2 separate regions of the Mus musculus genome follow, and region 2 is linked to region 1. A link is a contact called in public promoter capture Hi-C data. All regions are on one chromosome and are shown on one strand. Each heading gives the region's core, a stretch centred on a gene start, on an enhancer-like site or on the middle of the called end of the contact. The rest is flanking DNA. Distances are from core to core; before and after follow the strand shown.

Region 1 (4,793 bases), core at 1,044-3,543:
TGGAGGCTAGTTGGAGTCTGTCTTCAGTTGAGAGTTAAGGATTCCAGCATAATTAACACTTACTGTGATGTTGCAGACATAGAAACAATACTCATTTTAAAACTGTAAAAATAACAACAAAAACAAAACACCCAATAGAAAGAGTGCATAAGACATCATGTATGTTCTCAGTCCTTGATATTTTAAGAAGCTTTCACAAACGTGTCTTTTTTTTTTTTTTTTTTTTTTTTTTTTTTTTTTGGTAAACTTTTATCTTAACTTTCTGCACCCCTAGGTCGCTTTACATTGTGAGTTGTAATCCTATTCAAGACTCCACAGGAGCTCTAATCCCATTTACGTTCCTTAATGAACCTTTAAAGATTACTGAAAACCCACCCCAAAATGTATGTGTGGCTACTATAAAGACAATGAAGTGTGATTCTCTCTTGAGGAGCCCACAGCCATGTTCTCAGATGAGATTTATACATTCTCTGAGTCCCTTTCATTTCTATTTAAGTCTATGCTTAAACTCTATGTTTAAATGCCTTTTAATACACATCAAGTGGGCTTCATATTGGATCTTATTGAAGGGAAGGAAGGCTGTTCTCACAGCAAGTTTTAGGGCAACTAGTGTGCAACCCAAGGAACCACATCTCAAAAGCAATCATTTTATCAAGTGCACTGCTGGTGTGACTTAATCAGGTATTTAGTTTATGTGTATTTAGTTTCCTTGCAGTGGTTTGAATAGGAACAGCCTCTGGACCCTGAGTGTGAAGGATTGGCCCAAAGGGAGTAGCACTATTAGGGAGGGTGTGGCTTAAATGGAGGAGGTGCTGACTAGGGAGAGGGCCTTGGGGTCTAAGGAGCTAATTCACTTCCCTGCTGTCTCTGATGTCGAACTCTAAGCTCCTCCAGTATCATGTCTGCCTGGTTGCTGCCATGTTTCCTGCCAGGAGCATAACGGGCTAAACCTCTGAAACTGTAAGCCAACCCCAAATAAATGTATTCTTTATAAGAGTTGCCATGGTCTACTTCGAAGCTATTGTTAACTCTATTGAAATCCTAAGAAACTGGTTACACACTGCACACAACTTTACTTTAGAATTCTCATTATAATTTAGGATGAATCTCACAGAGTGAAATTGCCGGACCTAAGGAGGTGAATGTTTTAAATAGTCTTAAAACATCCTGCTTATGTAGATGGAAAATACACAGCTCTCACCTCAAAAGGACAAAGAGTTTATTCTAAAGCCAATATGAGGAACCATGACCTGAAAACAAAGACTTGGGCTATTCCAAATACCAATGTCCCAATGTGATAACAATTTCATGAAACTTTTATATACATAGAAGATGGTCATAAATCAAAATACTTTCCAAATACATACAAGGCAGTTTAGAAGAGCGGGACAAAATTGGGAGCTCCTCGCCCAGTGCAGTTGCTTTTTTCCAGTAGAGAAGGAAAAAAAAAAAAAAAAAAAAGAAAAAGAAAAAAAAAAAAAAACACAATTAAGAGATGCTTACTTCCCAGTTATAACTCTGTTAATTTTCTAGGAATTTCACCAGAAACCCCATTTATAGGGAAGCTATTAAACTCCTTTAGCAACCGCATCTGTTCTTGCTTTCAATTTTATCTTATTATAATCCCATCCAGGAATCTTATGAGCCACTTAATACATCTTGATTATCAGGAAGACAGAAAAGAGGTCATAACAACCTTTGACTATAACACTGGCGAGCCACTAAAATGAGCCACTGTAGCCTCAACTCACTGTAAATTATGACTGGACAATGAGGTGCATGGATTGGGACACTCCTTTAACAACTCACTTGGTCATGAGCTTTGGGGTACAACTCTTATTGCATGCACTGAATAATGTGAATTTAAGTACAAAATCAAAACAAGATTAAACCAAGGCGGGGGCGGGGGTGCGTCTTCCCGGTGACATTAATTTCTAAATGAAAACTCAATAACAAAATTCTGGCCTGCAACTCTGCCAGAAATGTGCACCAACCGGCTCATTCTAACCCCAGGAAGGAAGTTTTGTGTCTGCAAATCTAGACTTGAGAACACGATCGCTCAAAATTGCGACGGTGCACATTCCTCCCCTTTACAAAAGGAATCAGCCTGGTGGAGGGGAAAAGGGAAAACCGATTATTCGTAAGCCAGGCGCAATTAGTACTATTTTGAAACTTTCCAGTCTAGAGAAGAGACAGGTGACAAAACCAGAAGCTTTCACCCTGGCAACTTCCCTTCAAACCGGTGACAGTGCGCATGCGTAGTGTCCATTCCAGGGCCTAGCCCCTCCTTCCTGGGGCGAACTGCGCAAGCGCACGCGCAGGCTCTCCCGGTACGGAGCTCAGCTGATGCAGTTGTTGTGCTACCCCTCCCCCGCAGCTCTCCCGGCTGCACTCTACCGGCGCTCGGCCCGGCCCCGGGACCGGGACGCTGTGACCCTGTCCTGCGGCCCGCACGCACCGGAGCATCCCGGGACCGCGCAGCACTCCGCGTGCGGGTGAGCGACCCGGGCCGTGGGGCCCACGTCCCCTGCCCGAGCGGTGAGGGAGGCCGCGGCGAGCCGGGTGCGGGGTTGTCACCGCGGGGGCCTTGGCTTCGCTCCCGGGGTGGCTCGGGCGGCGCCAGGGCCCTTGATCTGAGCGGCCGAGTAGCTCTGGGGCTTGACAGTTGTAGTTGCAAGGTGACTCGGATGTTGATTTCTTCCGGGGGTTTGTTTGCCTGTGATGCCCTTTGAAAAGCGCTCGTTTCCGTCTCCCTTGAGCCCCTCAGAACTAACCCCAGGTCTGCACACAAACAGGTGACACATCTCAGTTGCATGCGCTGCTGAATTTATCTTTTTCCCAGTTTCTAGAGCATCTGAGAACCGTGTTGAGTTCACAAGACCGCGGTATAAACATTGAGAGCCCGGGGAGGAGACGAAGGGGATCTACCACTCCCTTTAAAAACCTCAAGTAAGTTTCCAAAATGACAGGGGTTACACTTGTCAATAGCCTCAAGAAAAGCTAAGCAAGAAGGCTAGGATTCAAGTGACTGCTTAATCTGGTGTGTACCCAAACCCACCTTCAGCAGAATATGTCAAGGTTACTGTGGGTCTGAGTAAGGCAGCCAGCGGAGACCAGAACCACTTAGCTGTCCCTAGCCTTTTGCCATAAAGGCTCCCATTTGTGGGACACAGTTTTCACCCCTGTGATGACACCACGTGTTGTCTAGTGTCAGCTGATTCTAAACCACCCTGTGTACTCCAAAGCTTCCAAGGTCACAGTGTAAGGAGCCGGTACTGATTACAATTCACCCCTGTGCACCTGTGGCTGCCAAGTGTTGGCTTGGCTCTGACTCGCTGTCATTGAGCCACAGTAAGATACTGTGTGTGTGTAAGTCACAATCACTGATATTTCTGAGCTATGGTACACAGTGTGTACACAGAACTTCTGAAAGTATATTTATTCATTTTTTTTTACTCCTTTTCTATATGACTCAAGTTTTTAAATTTAATATTGCTGTCTACACAGTGAGTGAATTCAACAAGTAGCATTCAGATTTTGAAAAGCAGATATGAATTTCCTTCATCTGGGGTGACCTGAATCACTTAGTATCATTTTATTTTTTAATGAAAAATATTAAATTAAAAGTAGTATCTGTGATTGTGTAGTTCGTATTTTGAATCTGATAAGTGATGGATAACCGCAGGGAGAATGGAATTGTACCATTTAAAATTTTTGTTTGCTTTTTCTATTATTTTGTCTCTCAGAAAACCGGCATGTTGTATTATGTGGCTTTTCATGTTCTTTTCAGTCATGTACTTCTAGGGTTTTATTGACAACTAAAGGAGTATGAATTTAAGTGAGTGAAATGAGTCACTTTGAAGTTAGCTGGTGATATACATATCTGTTGTAACAGGCCAACAAGTTCACCTGCAGTGCCAACTGGTTTATAGTTAAAATATGTTTTTCTCTACAAAAAACTAAAACCATATTTCTGTTTTGAACATGCTAAGAAAGCCTAGCATCTCCATTGACACTGTAAACTTTTGCCAACTGTTACCATTTTAAACATTGTTCACATTACAAGTCTTACAGGATTTGGTTTCATAATGTTCTGTTAGAAAAGTACTTTCTGAATGCTACAAATGGTTTCCTTGTATCAGACATTACTTTGGTTGAACATAATTTTAATCCTACAAGTAATTTGCATTTGCCTAACCCTGTAAATATATCCCATAGGGTCTGAGACTCTTTTTTTCCACATGGAATTTACTGTCAGATTTTTCTTTTTCATTAGACATGGGAAAGTCTCTTTCTCACTTACCTTTGCATTCAAATAAAGAAGATGGCTATGATGGCGTTACATCGACAGACAATATGAGAAATGGATTGGTTAGCAGTGAAGTGCACAACGAAGACGGAAGAAATGGAGATGTCTCTCAGTTCCCATATGTGGAATTTACTGGAAGAGATAGTGTCACTTGTCCCACTTGCCAAGGAACAGGAAGAATTCCTAGGGGTACGTGTTGTAGCATTGGCTGTCCTCTTAAAGGATTCCAAACATTTGCTCAAACAATGTAAAATCTATAGTCTTAAGCACTTCTATTTTCAGAGATTCAAAGTTTACCAGTTTTGTTTAGTCAGAAACACAAAAGCAAACAATTAGTACCATTCCTAAAGCAGTAATAGAAGTGACTTAAGCACATATAACTTTTTTTTGTCTTGCTTGTCTGCTGTTATAGCTCCTATGCACCTATGCACCCCTGAGGATTTTAGTCATTTTTATGTCATTGGAAGCCATATCACAGTCATTT
Region 2 (4,793 bases), core at 654-3,153, 730 kb before region 1:
AATTTTTATTGGTAATTCTCAGAACTGCCATTCCTTTTTGCTTTCTATGAAAAAGTAATTTAAATTTTTAGTATCTGTACAATATGTAAATGTGCTGTTATGAGAATGGATATAGACTATGAAATTAGACGAGAGACCATGGGAAGGAAACACGGTATATTGAGGAAGGAGAGTGACGGGAATGTTAGTGGATTTAACCCTAATTTTCCTCTTTGTAGGGCACTAATGACACATTTCTTTGTGGCCATTAGAGAAGCAGCAAGAGCTACCTACTGCTGCTGAACTGAATACAGGGTTTGCACAGGGGTTGGTAGGTAGGTGGTCTGAGCATCCAGCTGGACTCATAGGGATGCATAAAATGGTATGTGTGTTGTTTAATTCCCACAGAGAGCAGCTTAGTTTTCCCTGAAGACAGCATTTGCTAGGGTGTTAGGATCTGAACCTGCAGTTGTCCCTGCAAAATTCACAAAGCAAAAGAAGCAATTTAAAAGAGTCCTGAATGCATTGGGCTTTACTACTAAAGCAGTCTCATTTCACATTCTTGTAAGGAGGAAATTTTCCTGGGTGTTTGCCAGAGACTACACTAATCACCCCGAGCAGGATCACCTACCATTCTCCGGGATGTTAGTTTTTGTTGTAATCATCTTCAAGCACAAAATTGTTATTTACTGTTGGTTATATTGCTTAAATTATAATATTAAAAAAACCTGATTTTAACTTACTTTAATTTAACATATAAATAGGTTGGTAAACAAGATTTTACAGGGAGACATTTATTGTCTAAACAAAGCAATGTTTTCAGAGCCTCTAGAAGTCCATCCCTATAGACAGAGATGTGAGGAAGTTAAAGTTACATGCACATTGACAACGGCACTAAGTGGGTTCAAGTAGTTTCCACTGGTGGCTTTCTTTCCCTTGAGAGTTAAGAAAATTCTGTTTCACATCTACTGAAGCTCTTGCTTATTTTGGTCTGAAAAATGACCCTGTGCATATCAGAAGCACAGGGAGTGAAAGGACAGGAACGTCATTGCCTTTGTGGTGTGAAAAATCAGACAGAAATCTCTTCCATGCAAGGTGTAGCTTCATGAAAAAGAGAAAGGCCAATGCCACGTATCTCTGCTGCCCAGAACGCCGGAGCTAAGAATCATAGCATTACTTTGCTTTGACGATTAACTATAAACGACATCTCTGAGCCTTAAAGCTATTAGTGACAGACTTCACTGCTTTGCTGGAGCACTGAGCTCTCTTATCCAGACCTGAGACCTAAGTACTTAGATTTTCACAGCTGGGTATCAGATCTTCATATCAAAATCTGCTCTGAAACTGCATGTGATCAATGTTTAGCAACAAAAAGAATAAATGATGCATCTTGGCAGGTATCCAAGCTCTGCACCCAAATCACATCAAATTACAAAAGATGATGAATGGTCTGATTAAGATTTATTGCTTTTATTCACCTTGATTGCTTATTGTTTCCTAAGCATTTTTTTCCAGAATTGGCTAATTAGCATACCTCAGGGCTCCAAGCAGAACAAAGTACAGGAAATTATCTGTGGAAATCGGTAGCGTGGATACTGTCTCTTTTCAAGAGGGCACTAGACAGCCTGTGAAAACAGCTGTTGCCCATGCAAGTGGGTGGAGCAAATGCCACTTGGCTCCATGTGAATTCAAATTATCAGGGAAGAATTCCTTCAAAGATTTAACTCAACACTCACCCACCTCTTCACAGTACTTTAGGTCAACGGACTTGCCATCACTTCGAACACAGTCCAACATCCTTGTTTTAATGCCATTCCCACAAACTGCCTTCTCGCTCAGCTGACACGTACTCCAGTCTGAATGAAAAAGACCCATCAGAACAGAAGGCGGTGCATGTAACAGACGTCAGATGAAACTCTGATGACCTGAATCCCATGCCTAATTCACAACTGCTTCCTAAGCCCCTCAATCAATCATCCCACATGCAGAGCATATGGGTCCCAGATTTGAACATATTAGGAGTCAAATGAAATTGCTGAGGTTGCACATAGCGGTGGGGATTATTTTTTGAGGCAGATGTCTACTCGACAGTCTTGACAGCTAGCTATTTAGTGATATTGTAAAAATGACTTGGTCGCACAGATCAATACCATGTCAAAACTTTTAAAAGAAGAATAGAAATAAAAATGTACAATTATGCATCTTTTAGCAAAATAATTTTAATGGATGGTGCTCTATGTAGTTATATTAATACTATGTACTTCATTCATTTGCAGGAAGTAAAAGTCTTTAAAAGTACAAACTCATTTTGTAAATAAATTCAGCATATTTATTAAATTCTCTTATTTTGTATCTTTTCCTAAAACCATTTTTTCATCTTTCTCCAGGATAGTACAATGTACCCTAGAGAACTTTGATTTCCTTTGTGGCATCAAAGCAAATTGTAGAGAAAACTAAGAGACATAAGCCAGTGCAACTGCTATGTGTCTTTCTTCAATTTCTTGAGCTTTTTTTCAACATAAACATTACTAGGAAAAAAATCCAAGTTAGCTTCAACATTGTACCAAACCATATGAACCAATAAAATATTGTTGATGTGTATATTTTGATGATATTAACTGAAATTTAAGAAATAAATGCAATTTATCACAAGTCTACTTTTCTGATAATTATTTTTAAGACTATGGACATTTTATATCATGTCAATGTTCACAAATGTTCCAGTGTCTCAAGAATTATTTATGTATATGTAACAATCAAATATCTGATAAAAAAGAAAATATTTTCCATAATCTCAAAATAGGAGATTTTAAAAAAGATCATTTTGAGTATTTATCACATACTTCATAAATATAGTCTTTGCACACTTTTATTCTTTTTATTTTGATGATTTCTAAAAAAAAGTAAAACAGATGACTACTTCTGTCATGTGACACTGATTATGTCTCAGAGTTTAAACTGTGTCTAAATGGCACACAGGTAGAGCTGGCCTGGGATTTGAGAATGTCTGGAGTCGATTCCTACTGGAAGAAGCATCAGAATGTATAAGGACACGATGAGGTGCTTTACCTGTGACATTATAGTCATAGTGGTAACAATTTTTGTTCAGGCTACAGGGCTCTTTCTCCACAGCATCAGGGCAGGCTCTTCCTTCATCAGCAGGCTGTCTGATGGGATCGGCTGACCTTTGCCTCGAACCACTTGGATTGCAAGGCTTACAGAGAACAATACCAGTTTTTAAGAAAGGTAAACTTACATATTATTGTGTATATTCTGATTCATCATCACCTCACACACATGTCTCAAGTAGCTATCCCACATGGTTTTCAGTAGTGAAACTCCATCCTTCTAGAGAAATTTTGCTCCCTTAAGATTTCTTTGGCTTAATGTTACTCCCCTATGCAGTATCCTTCATCAAAACACCATTACTTACAAAAAAATTAGCAATTTTCTTAGACAGTCATGTCAATTATTCACAACTTAGTCACACAGGTCTTTCTCAAAAAACTCTGAGGTATAATAATCCTGACTGATGTAAAATGTGTGTGTGTGTGTGTGTATATATATATATATATATATATATATATATATATATAAAATTCTGAATTCATAAAAGTACATATAATAGTACATTAATGAATTAACTAAAATTCAAATATTTTATACATGATATAATAAGTATATTAAGGGCTGAATCAAAGAGTAGTTGTTTCTTTCATTACTTAGGATGTTTTGGTCTCTTAAATCATTTATTTCTTTTATTAGATATTTTATTTAATTACATTCCAAATGTTATCCCCTTTCCTATTTTCCTGTCCAAAAATCCCCTATCCTCTTCCCTTTCACCCTGCTCCCCAACCCACCCACTCCCACTTCTTGGCATTGGCATTCCCCTATACTGGGGGATGAAAGCAAGAAAACCTAGAAGTAGTAACACATTTATTTCCAATAAAATAATGGAAATTGGTAATTATTTTAATTCTAATTTGTGTATTTGCCTATAATAAGTGTAAGTATAATACATAAACTATAATGTGTACACCTTTAAGAGTCTCATATTTAGAATTTGTGTCCATTGTCTTCTCATAAACATAATATAAATTACTACTTGTTACATTTTTTTATTTAAAGAAAGGTAAACTTAACTATACAGAAGCTAGGATGCTTCTGGAGCTGGATTTAGAGTAGTAGTTCATTGAACTAATTTAAATAAAGAATTAACCTCACTATGAATCAAAGTTCAGAGTTTCCATATGTAAAATGTAGGCATTGTCAGAGTCTGATGTCCCATCCTAGCTAGAAGATGTTTAAGTCATTATCTCACACCTATGGAAACACATTCGTATGGGCTACTTTTAGTAACACAGAATGCTAATTTCATATGCTGTAATGATTCACATATATGTAAATGTATATATGTGTATGAATGCCTGTGTATATATATAAATTGACTTAAACCATTTAAATAAATATCAAGGTATTTGATGTTCTTAATGCATATCCTCATATAAACAATTTAGAACCTACACAGTGGCTGGCTATTATCTTATTGGTGCATCTTTCTATAAACATTTAGATTGTAAGAATAGAAAGAGACAAACAATTTTGGATTTCTTAGGTCTAAAGTAGTTATTGTCTTGGCCTCTGCTCTTGCTGTATGTTGATCATACCACTGAGGGAAAACTTACTGTACTGAGAAAATGCAAATTATAGAAAGGTCCTGCTACCATGTCCAGAGTACATTGAACTACTTCTTTTTTCTATATCTGTATATTCTTTAAACTTAACAGTTCTTTTCATGCAATAAATGTTTA

The links. Promoter capture Hi-C pulls out the DNA fragments that hold promoters and counts their contacts.
Region 2: a promoter capture Hi-C map of second pharyngeal arch cranial neural crest shows a contact between it and region 1, with 6 times the contacts expected there. The contact joins the enhancer-like site here to the promoter of Tmem106b in region 1. A contact is called at or near these places in 9 of 39 promoter capture datasets (the 3T3-L1 cell line, cranial neural crest, embryonic stem cells and 5 more), 2 of 484 Hi-C or Micro-C datasets (both in cortical neurons), 6 of 115 datasets of contacts at active chromatin or transcription factors (cardiomyocytes, embryonic basal ganglia, embryonic stem cells and 3 more) and 1 of 9 other capture datasets (adipose tissue).

The regions. Positions count from the first base shown.
Region 1 is chr6:13,067,466-13,072,258 of GRCm38.p6, forward strand. It overlaps Tmem106b (transmembrane protein 106B), which reads left to right and starts at 2,294. Exons shown (of 9, transcript NM_027992.3): 1 at 2,294-2,495; 2 at 2,843-2,949; 3 at 4,277-4,498. The coding sequence starts at 4,279.
Region 2 is chr6:12,335,533-12,340,325 of GRCm38.p6, forward strand. Thsd7a (thrombospondin, type I, domain containing 7A) reads right to left here. Exons shown (of 28, transcript NM_001164805.1): 18 at 3,049-3,193; 19 at 1,720-1,835. Among named protein-coding and RNA genes, the nearest start is that of Gm38583, 99 kb to the right of the region's middle. Within about 2 kb of position 1,904, at least 7 of the 459 cell types and tissues checked have an H3K27ac peak or open chromatin away from gene starts, as enhancers often do. A contact at or near this core is called in embryonic basal ganglia and second pharyngeal arch cranial neural crest, where this site is marked.